Linked DNA regions of Mus musculus: region 1 is linked to region 2. The links are chromatin contacts, called in public Hi-C maps. All regions are on one chromosome and are shown on one strand. Each heading gives the region's core, a stretch centred on a gene start, on an enhancer-like site or on the middle of the called end of the contact. The rest is flanking DNA. Distances are from core to core; before and after follow the strand shown. Region 1 overlaps Hps3 (HPS3, biogenesis of lysosomal organelles complex 2 subunit 1). Region 2 overlaps Armc1 (armadillo repeat containing 1).

Region 1 (4,385 bases), core at 510-3,009, 860 kb after region 2:
CCCCATAGCCACCCACCCCCTCTCCCCTACCCACCCACTCCCCTTTTATGGCCCTGGCGTTCCCCTGTACTGGGGCATATAAAGTTTGCGTGTCCAATGGGCCTCTCTTTCCAGTGATGGCCGACTAGGCCATCTTTTGATGCATATGCAGCTAGAGTCAAGAGCTCCGGGGTACTGGTTAGTTCATAATGTTGTTCCACCTATAGGGTTGCAGATCCCTTATTTTTTAACTTTCACATTCTATAGCACTTTTTATTCTACCATCAAAATATTCTCCATTTTCTGTTCTTCTGTAAGAGATATAATTATTTCTTAATCCCTCTATCTTCTTTTGCTACAGTATCATCTCAGAGTTACAGGATGACCTGGAACATCCTCTATACACTACTAATCAGCATCATTATTTTATTCCAAATGTCTACCAAGGAGTAGCCAGGAAAATAAGGTTGGTATATTTTCTTATCCCAAACTAAATATTTTATCTGGATAATTTCCTGGTAGTAAAATAGGGAGGATGAAATAAAGTAAGACTCTCCTACTTATATGGAAGGAGGCCCAGACCCCTGATTAAATGTGATAGGAGAGGCAATAGCCTGGGGACCCAACCACAGCTGAAATGAAACTAGTCCAAACAAGCACAAAGTGGATTGCCTGGAAAGCTTTTTTAAGAACTGTAACTAACCATCAGTATAATAAGGAACTCTAGCCAGGCCTGGCATCATACCCTACAAGCTCAGCATGAACAGATGATTTGGTGGCAATGCAGGCCACACAGTGAATTCCAGGTCACCCTGGCTTCAGAAAAAGACACTGTCTAAAAAGTAAATATTCAACAAAAGTATCACAGAACTAAAAACGGCCCAAATAATGTAAAATATTGCTAAGGTTGGTTTCTTAGACATCTTCATTTTTTTTTTCAGTTCTGAAAATCAACTCTCTTCACTTTCAACATATGTGCTATTTATTCCTTTTTACTACCAAAGTCCCTCTGCCTCAGGTCTGATTCAGCAGATTTCTCTGGTTCTCTACTTTTATAGGCAGGGATGTGTACAAGGGGTAGGTACCAGGACAATCTGGGAAAAGAGCAAATATTTGCTAGTCATGATGGTCTCTCTAACTGATAAATATTGCTCTCTAACCTACCAATGACATATAGTAATTACTATACAAATATGCCCCTGTAGTAACTGTAGCCAAACATACCAAACCCCAGGGTTGGGGAGGGAGCCATAGTTTGGAAGCATTCTCAGGTAATTCTAAATGTCCAACACTTCTAAATAGGAGCTAAACAGACCCGTTGGGAGCGCTGATGGTAATCCTTCTTAATGCCTGAGATTACGTGACCTATGGGTAATCTTAAAAGAAGTATATCCAGAGGAAAGATTTAGAAAAGGTTAACCAAAATATTTTCCATCTTCACCAGCAAAAATTCCCAGAAAAGGGTGAAGGGAATATGCAGAAACTGAGGCATTATGAGAAGTCTACAAAGCAGAGGCACGGATGAGAGGGAAGATCAATGGCATAGAACAGATTTTCAACATAATTATAGAAAACTCCCAGAATAAGGAAAACCACAACCATATAGACACACAGAACACCAACTAGAAGAAGAAAAGAAGTTCCCCATGGAACATAAGTTAAAACACTAAATATACACAACACAGAGGATACTGAAAGCAGCAAGAGAAAGGACACAAGTCCCATGCAAAGGCAAACACACCAGGAAACTGCTGATGGAGGCTGAACACCAGCAGAGTCTGGTGCAATGCACCCCAAAGGACCACAGACGCCAAATCAGACTTCTTTACCCAGCAACGCTCTCTGCCATAGTTGAAGAAAGAAAGTTTTCATGATAGAAACAGGTTAAAGGAATGTATCCACCAAGCCAGCCCCGCTGAGAATACTAGAACCTGAAGATACTTTAGACTGAAGAGAGGATAAGCAAGCCCAAAAGGCCACATAAAGAAAACAAGTGAAGCCATCTAACAAGAACACGGAATAAGACAAAGAACACAGCAGAATTCCCCCACAAACACACACAACAAAATTACAGCAATCAACAAACCCTTTTCAATACTAACTTTAAGTATTGGCTTCAACTTCCCAATCAAAAGAAAATGTTGAATGGAATGATTAAGTAACAAAAATCCATCTTTTGTTACATACAGAGATTTTAAATGATCACTGAATTATACCGTTTGATTGTGATTATAAATGTGCTTAGAAGTTATATCAGTAAAATTTTCATAGCCTATTACACGTACAACTTTATTTGCTTCACTGTTCTGTGTGTTGGGAGGACAAGGTCCGATTCTGTCTCCCACATTTACTGTACTTCTCAGACTGAGCTATCAAATGAACAAACAAGCCGCTAACACCTCAGGGCTTGCAGTGTCTATATGTACTAGAGATAAGAGACAATGAAAGAATCTCCTTTAGTGATATATTGTTGTAGTTAACTAATAAATTACTGAGGCTGGACTTGAATTCATGATTCTTCTGTCTCAGCCTTCCAAGTGCTAGAATTATAAGCATGTACAACCATACCCGATTCTGGTGATTTTAATAGAAGAATATAGGCCACAGTCTGGAAACTGAGTCTAAACACTCTAGCCTCCTGATTTTCCTTCCCCAACCCACCCCCAACTCAACAGCTGTCTCTATGTTCTATAAAGTCCACATTTTGACCAATTTCTAAAGTTTAAACCAGGAATTATACACCCCAATCGTAAAAAGCTCATGGAGAAGAAAATGCCTAAGGGCCTCTGGGTATGGTATAAGACTCGAGAACCTCAGCGTCTGGATGAGAAGCTGTGGAGATAAGAGTGGTGCAGACTGAACACGCTGTGCACTGCTCAGACAGAGCCATCAGCATCTGGCAGACCAGGCCTCAGGAACAGTACAGGGCACAGGTGGCCAGTACTCCTGAATTTTTCAAGAGTAACGTTTAACTCAGAATTCCTAACATGAAATATTGATTTCTATATGTGGCTTGCTACAGTGAGTAAACAGAAGAAAAGAAAAGAAAAGAAAAGAAAAGAAAAGAAAAGAAAAGAAAAGAAAAGAAAAGAAAAGAAAAGAAAAGAAAAGGAAAGAAAAGAAAAGGAAAGAAAAAGAAAGGTGAAAATTATATTCAGCCCTTGGGCCAACAAATGGTATTAAAAGATACATTCAGCCCGGCCTGGCCTACCATGTCCCATGCAGAAACAGTTAGAATTCCTATACCATAATTGTGTCCCTCAATTCTTTTGAAACCTTCTCTTCTGGGGTCAGATACGACTACTTTGACATATTATTCATAAGGCAGATGGTATTGGTTCAGTGGGTATGAAGTCTACATTGTGCTAAGCCACATTAAACAAAGCTCATACTTACAAAAGATCCCTATACATTTGGACACTTTTTCCCCACAGGTGTTTTCACGTCTATTCTAAACAGGAAGGCAGTTGTACAGCTCATTCGCCTGCAGCAAGACCAGTCCCTCAGCTCAGAGGCTTCGTCTCAGCAGTTCCACCCAGAAGCCAGCATTCCAAAGCAAAGCTCCTAACTGTGATCAATTATAGATTTTTGCCCCTCAAAAAGCTATACTCTAAATTAACAAGACATGTGCTATCACAACACATTTAAATTGTTTACTATACTTCAATATACTGCATATTTTAAAAGTAAGAGAGGCATTTTTATTTACCTGTAATTTCAGAAGGTCGTCTGTGTAATTTTTATCAGCTAAGGAATCAGATGTCGTTAACACATGAACCCATGGATTTACTAGGCCATAATGACTGCAGGCATTTATCTGAAACATTACAGAAATGCATCACAAGCCAAATACAGCAAGAGCAAAACAAGTCATCTCTTCATCCATTCACTAACTCTCTGCCACATCGTAGATTCAGTTGCACACTCTCCTAGGAGAAGGAAGCTTTGCAGACGTATTTCCCTGGAAAAGTGTGTAGTCTTGCTGCTTTCGTATCAAATAATCTGCAATAAATATTTCCTAATATTTTGAAATTTAAAAATATTCTACAGAAGTGCTTTCAAGCAAAATATATAAGTGAATAGAATAGAATAGAATAGAATAGAATAGAATAGAATAGAATAGAATAGAACAGAACAGAATAGAATAGTATTACTCCTAAGATAAGAGTGGAAATGATTTTTGGGGGTGAGAAAATATCCTTTTAAGTTCTCATGATGACTGTCATGGAGTATCCTTAATCCAAGAAATTACACTGGTGACCTTTGCACTCATGGTGCAGTGCCCACAGCAGTCATAGCAACAGGAGTCTATGGAAACCAGAGCAGTATGGGAGGGTGACCAAGGCTGTCGCAGTTGCCTACAACACACCTGAAGCCTAAGCGTGGCCCTGACAGGAAAGAGAACA
Region 2 (4,397 bases), core at 1,296-3,795:
TTTTTGTACCACTTACTTTGAACTTCAATAACTATGCCTGTTTAAGGAATACACATGCCACTAATTTAAAATATACAGATATATACAATTATATCTATCAAGTTAAATGGCTCTATCAATCAGATTCATGATAACCTCATCAAAAGAAACTTCCAGTTTCCATGACCTTGATGAAGGATCCTTTGAGTAAAGCCAGGATGCTGTAATGACAAGGACAGGGCACCACACTTTCCTCACGAAGATCCTCGACTAGAATTAGTTGTCTGGATGGTCTGTTACCAAACCAACTCATGTACTTTATTATAAAGCTTCATTCAGCATACGTCTTTTTCTTACACACACACACACACACACACACGCACACGCACACTTGGCTCAGTTGATAAAGTGATTGACGAGCATGAATGGATTCCTGAGTCCCTACTCGTGCACCACAGAATCTAGGTACGGTGGCACACACATACCATACCAGCCCTCTGGAAATAAAGGCAGGAAGATTAGCAGTTCAAAATAAAACACACACACACACCGTGTATTTTAATTTTTAGACAGTGGCCTATGAGTGAGTGATTTCTTAATATCCTTTTTTAACCAATAGAAAATAAATGAATTTTAAATCCTTAAACCATAAACTCACAAACAGCAATTAATGAACTAGATAGTTCGATGGGAAAGAATATTTGAGAGATACTAAATAAAGGCCATGAACACTCAGCTGTCGTCAAATCTGAAAAAAACCCTGTTTCCCTGTTTCTGTCACATTAGCTGCAAATATCCTAGTATTAACTCTAAAACTTAGGAGAGAAAAGCAAATCAATTTTGAAATATTTATTAATATTCCCAAATGACAGGATGCATACCATGTCAATATCTTAAATACAATATAAACATTTATAAGGACTGAAATACCTACCATTTAGCAGTAAAGACAAAAACCAGATAGGCATGGTGGCACATACTAGCTCTGAGAAGGCAGGGCAGTCAGATGTCTGAGTTCAAGGCCAGCATGGTCTGCAGAGCTAGTTCCAGGACAGCTAGGGTTACACAGAAAACTAATATTCATTAGCAAACAATTTTTGGACATAAAACCTACAGAAGCCTATCTTCTATTACAGTTAAAATTTCAAAATAATACCTGACGCTTAAAAAAGAAAATAAAATTTGAGTCTTGGTTCAGTTTGCACAGAGCATCGTTCAGGGACCTCAGAGGACGCTACTGACACACTGTCTGCCTGCTGGACTTACTTCTGGATGACATTCTGCAAGCTCAGCATCATCCCCAGCTCTCCCTTCATCTTTTCTCTATTCGCACGGCATTCAGCCAAGTAGCGTAGCGCCTGCAAACAAAACAACAGTCAGTTCACACATCCGAACTGCTCAAAATTAATGTCACCTATAACTTACTGCAAGACCAAGAAGAAAATAAATGTTTTTATTTTCAGCATCAACTGATTTTTAATTCTCCTTTAACTGTGTCGTTCAAAGTAACCTCCTAGGGGCTGTGAAAACTAAACATGCTGGATGAAACGAACCTTCTGACCTTATCTGCAAGGTCAAAACGAGGCTATCCCACTTTATGATTTCATCTTGACAAGGCCACAAGGAGCTATATTCCATTAAGTAATCTCAAAAAGTAGTTCCAATAGCCATCACTGGCCCAGGTGCTTTTGCTCATTACTTAAAATAAATTGCTGGGGACAAAGCATACAGTGAACTTTATAAAATGAACTGAGTCCTGTTTTTACTATATTACACCTTTCAAATGTATTTTAAATAGAAAACAAACAAAACAGGCAAAGTGGCAGTGCCTGCAATCTCACCATGAAGGAGGCTAAGGTAGGAGAGTTTGCTGTGAGTCAAAGGCTGGCCTTTACTGCATAGTAAGTCTCGGGACACCCTGGGCTACAGGAGACCCTATCTCAAAACATCAGAGTAAGTAAAAAGAAAATTAGAAGATGAACTAGTGGCCACATGCTGAGTTAGGCTAACTTTTTCAAGTTTTCAGGTCCTTTTTCTCTCACCGTGAGCACGTTTTTGTCACCGTTTCCCTCACGTGCTGCTTTTTTGAGGTTGTTTGGCTGTTTCCCTTCACATCTAAATATCATCCCCAGCCTTCATCACCATCATTCACAGCTATCTCGGCCTAGTTAGCATTCACATTTCCACTGAGCCTTTGCCTTTCAGGTAAAAAAAATGATACGTGGCCCACCCGCTGAGATGCCACTTTGATGTCCAAGTGTGTGGTGGAGAGATGAGAGAAAGAGAAGTGGAATGCTTTGAGCACTGCAGAGAGAGATGGAACTGGAGACGCAGGGTGGTGAGTAACAGAATGGTGGGAGAGTAGCTTGTACCCCCACCTGGGGCCATCGTGAAGTCCTGGCCCTGCTGCCACTGAGGATTATATCTGGATCTGTGGCCCGGCAGCAGCAACAGTCTGTGTTGATGTCCATGGATATCCCTGGTCTGGGCTGCTACCTGGGACCAGGCTGATGTCCAAGGGCTGAGCAGAACTGGCCTAGTATCTCACTGGCTGCGGCACTCAGGAGAGCTGGTCCCCTACCTCTCACCTGGGTAGCAGCACAGTAGAGTTGGCCCTAAGGGTATGAGAACAGGAGAGCTGGCTCCTTGCCCTCTCCATCACTGCCCTGCACCTCTCCCTTGGAGTACAGTAGAGCTGATCCTATTAGCAGGGGATCAAGTGAGCTGGCCCTGAGGGCATGAGAGGGGGAGCTGGCCTTGGCCCTTGGGTAAGCTAGCCAGGACACTGCTGGAGAGCTGATCTGGTGGAGTGGGTGTATGGGGAAGAGTTGCTGACCAACTGAGCTACCACCCAGCCCTACTCCAACTACATCTACTTGTCTATGAACTGCAGTGCATAAAGGCAGAGATCCAAAGGTACAGAACCTCCATGACAGAGGGCAACAACTGAATATCCAAGAGGAGTCCCAGTGAGGTTCTAGTGTTGACAGTGTATCAGAAGCCAGAAGCCTCAAACCAGACCAATGAATCATTACAATGAACATTTGCAAGTAAAGATGTTGGGATAAAAGGGTACACTGCGATACACTGCAGCTTCCACAGCAAGACTTCCAGAGATTTACAGAGAGGAAGTCCTGTTTAAGTATTAATCTGTATATTCAAAGCATAAAAGACCACATGGTGAGGGAATAATCCCACCAGAAACTCAAAGAAACAGACCCTGAGCTCAGGGTAGGGTGCCGGTGTTTGGGATGATATAACGGGCATAAGGGATCAGTGCCTACAGGACAGCATACTCTAACATACGTGGTGGACAGAGACACTGGAAAGGGGAAAGACTTTCACTAAAAATTAAAAATAAAAACCTTCAAAACAACAATGGATGACAATTTCAACACGGAGAAAAACATTGAGATTTAAACCCGCAGATCCAAGAAATTAAAAATCCCAAGTAAAACAATGAAAAGAAAATACATCAAAATCTGTAATACATAGATCAATCATTTCCTGGAAAACATCATAGATAAAGTCACAACAAACATTATCAGGATGGCATTTACTCATTATCAGTGTGTAAAAGGGGTTGCCATGGAAACCTGATAGCCTGAAATCAGTCTCCAGAATATATGGGGGAAGAAGAAAACCCAATCTTGCAAGCTGTCCTCTGACCTCCACAAATGAACCCTCTCAGTCTCTGTCTCACACACAAGAGTGTGCACACACACACACACACACACACACGTACAGAAGCATAAAAAATGCTCAAAACAAGTCCACCACTTTATTAGAAATCACCTAAGTTGGCAGCCTGATATGGTGGCTTACTCCTGTATCCCCAGCACACTGAGGCTGAGATAGACAGATTGCCCTGAGTTCCAGGCAAGCGTGATTTACATAGTAATTTCTAAGCCAGCCTGGACTATAAGAGTGAGACCTTATCTGAAAAAACAAAACAAACAAAAAACAACAAAAGCCATAAGCCACGAGACAAACAGCAGCAATATTTTTTAAGTATAGGGAAACAATAACAAACCTATACCGCAAATGTTAATTAAAAGAAAGTTCCTCAGGCAGGAAAATAAAAAAGATGTTGGTAAAAATCTCAGTATCTTCCTAGGTTTAGGAATAAAGAACACTAGAAAGGGGAAAGAAAACAATAAGTATAAACGACAGCTGAACTTGAATATGGTGACACATACCTCCAACTCTTAGCTCTGGGAAAAGTGAACAAGGGAGGTTACTAGTTGAAGGCAAGGCCTGGCACAGTGGCACATGCCTTGAAGGCAAAGGAAGGCAGATCTCTGTGAGCTCGAGGCCAGCCTGGTCTACAAGGTTACAGTCCAGGCCAGCCAGGGATAAATGAGACCCTGTCTCCAAACAAAACCAAAGTTGGAGACAAGCTTGGACTACAGGGCAAC

The links. A called contact is a pair of places that touch in the nucleus more often than the background predicts.
Region 1: a contact with region 2 is called in a Hi-C map of rod photoreceptor, with 4 times the contacts expected there. The contact joins two enhancer-like sites. A contact is called at or near these places in 3 of 39 promoter capture datasets (the C10 cell line, liver and pre-B cells), 1 of 484 Hi-C or Micro-C datasets (rod photoreceptor) and 1 of 9 other capture datasets (adipose tissue).

What each region holds. Positions count from the first base shown.
Region 1 is chr3:20,005,127-20,009,511 of GRCm38.p6, forward strand. Hps3 (HPS3, biogenesis of lysosomal organelles complex 2 subunit 1) reads right to left here. Exons shown (of 17, transcript NM_080634.4): 14 at 3,689-3,796. It also overlaps a transcript of Cp not described here. Among named protein-coding and RNA genes, the nearest start is that of Hps3, 28 kb to the right of the region's middle. Within about 2 kb of position 1,760, at least 10 of the 459 cell types and tissues checked have an H3K27ac peak or open chromatin away from gene starts, as enhancers often do. A contact at or near this core is called in rod photoreceptor, where this site is marked.
Region 2 is chr3:19,148,241-19,152,637 of GRCm38.p6, forward strand. It overlaps Armc1 (armadillo repeat containing 1), which reads right to left. Exons shown (of 7, transcript NM_028840.3): 3 at 1,246-1,337. Among named protein-coding and RNA genes, the nearest start is that of Armc1, 13 kb to the right of the region's middle. Within about 2 kb of position 2,546, at least 13 of the 459 cell types and tissues checked have an H3K27ac peak or open chromatin away from gene starts, as enhancers often do. A contact at or near this core is called in rod photoreceptor, where this site is marked.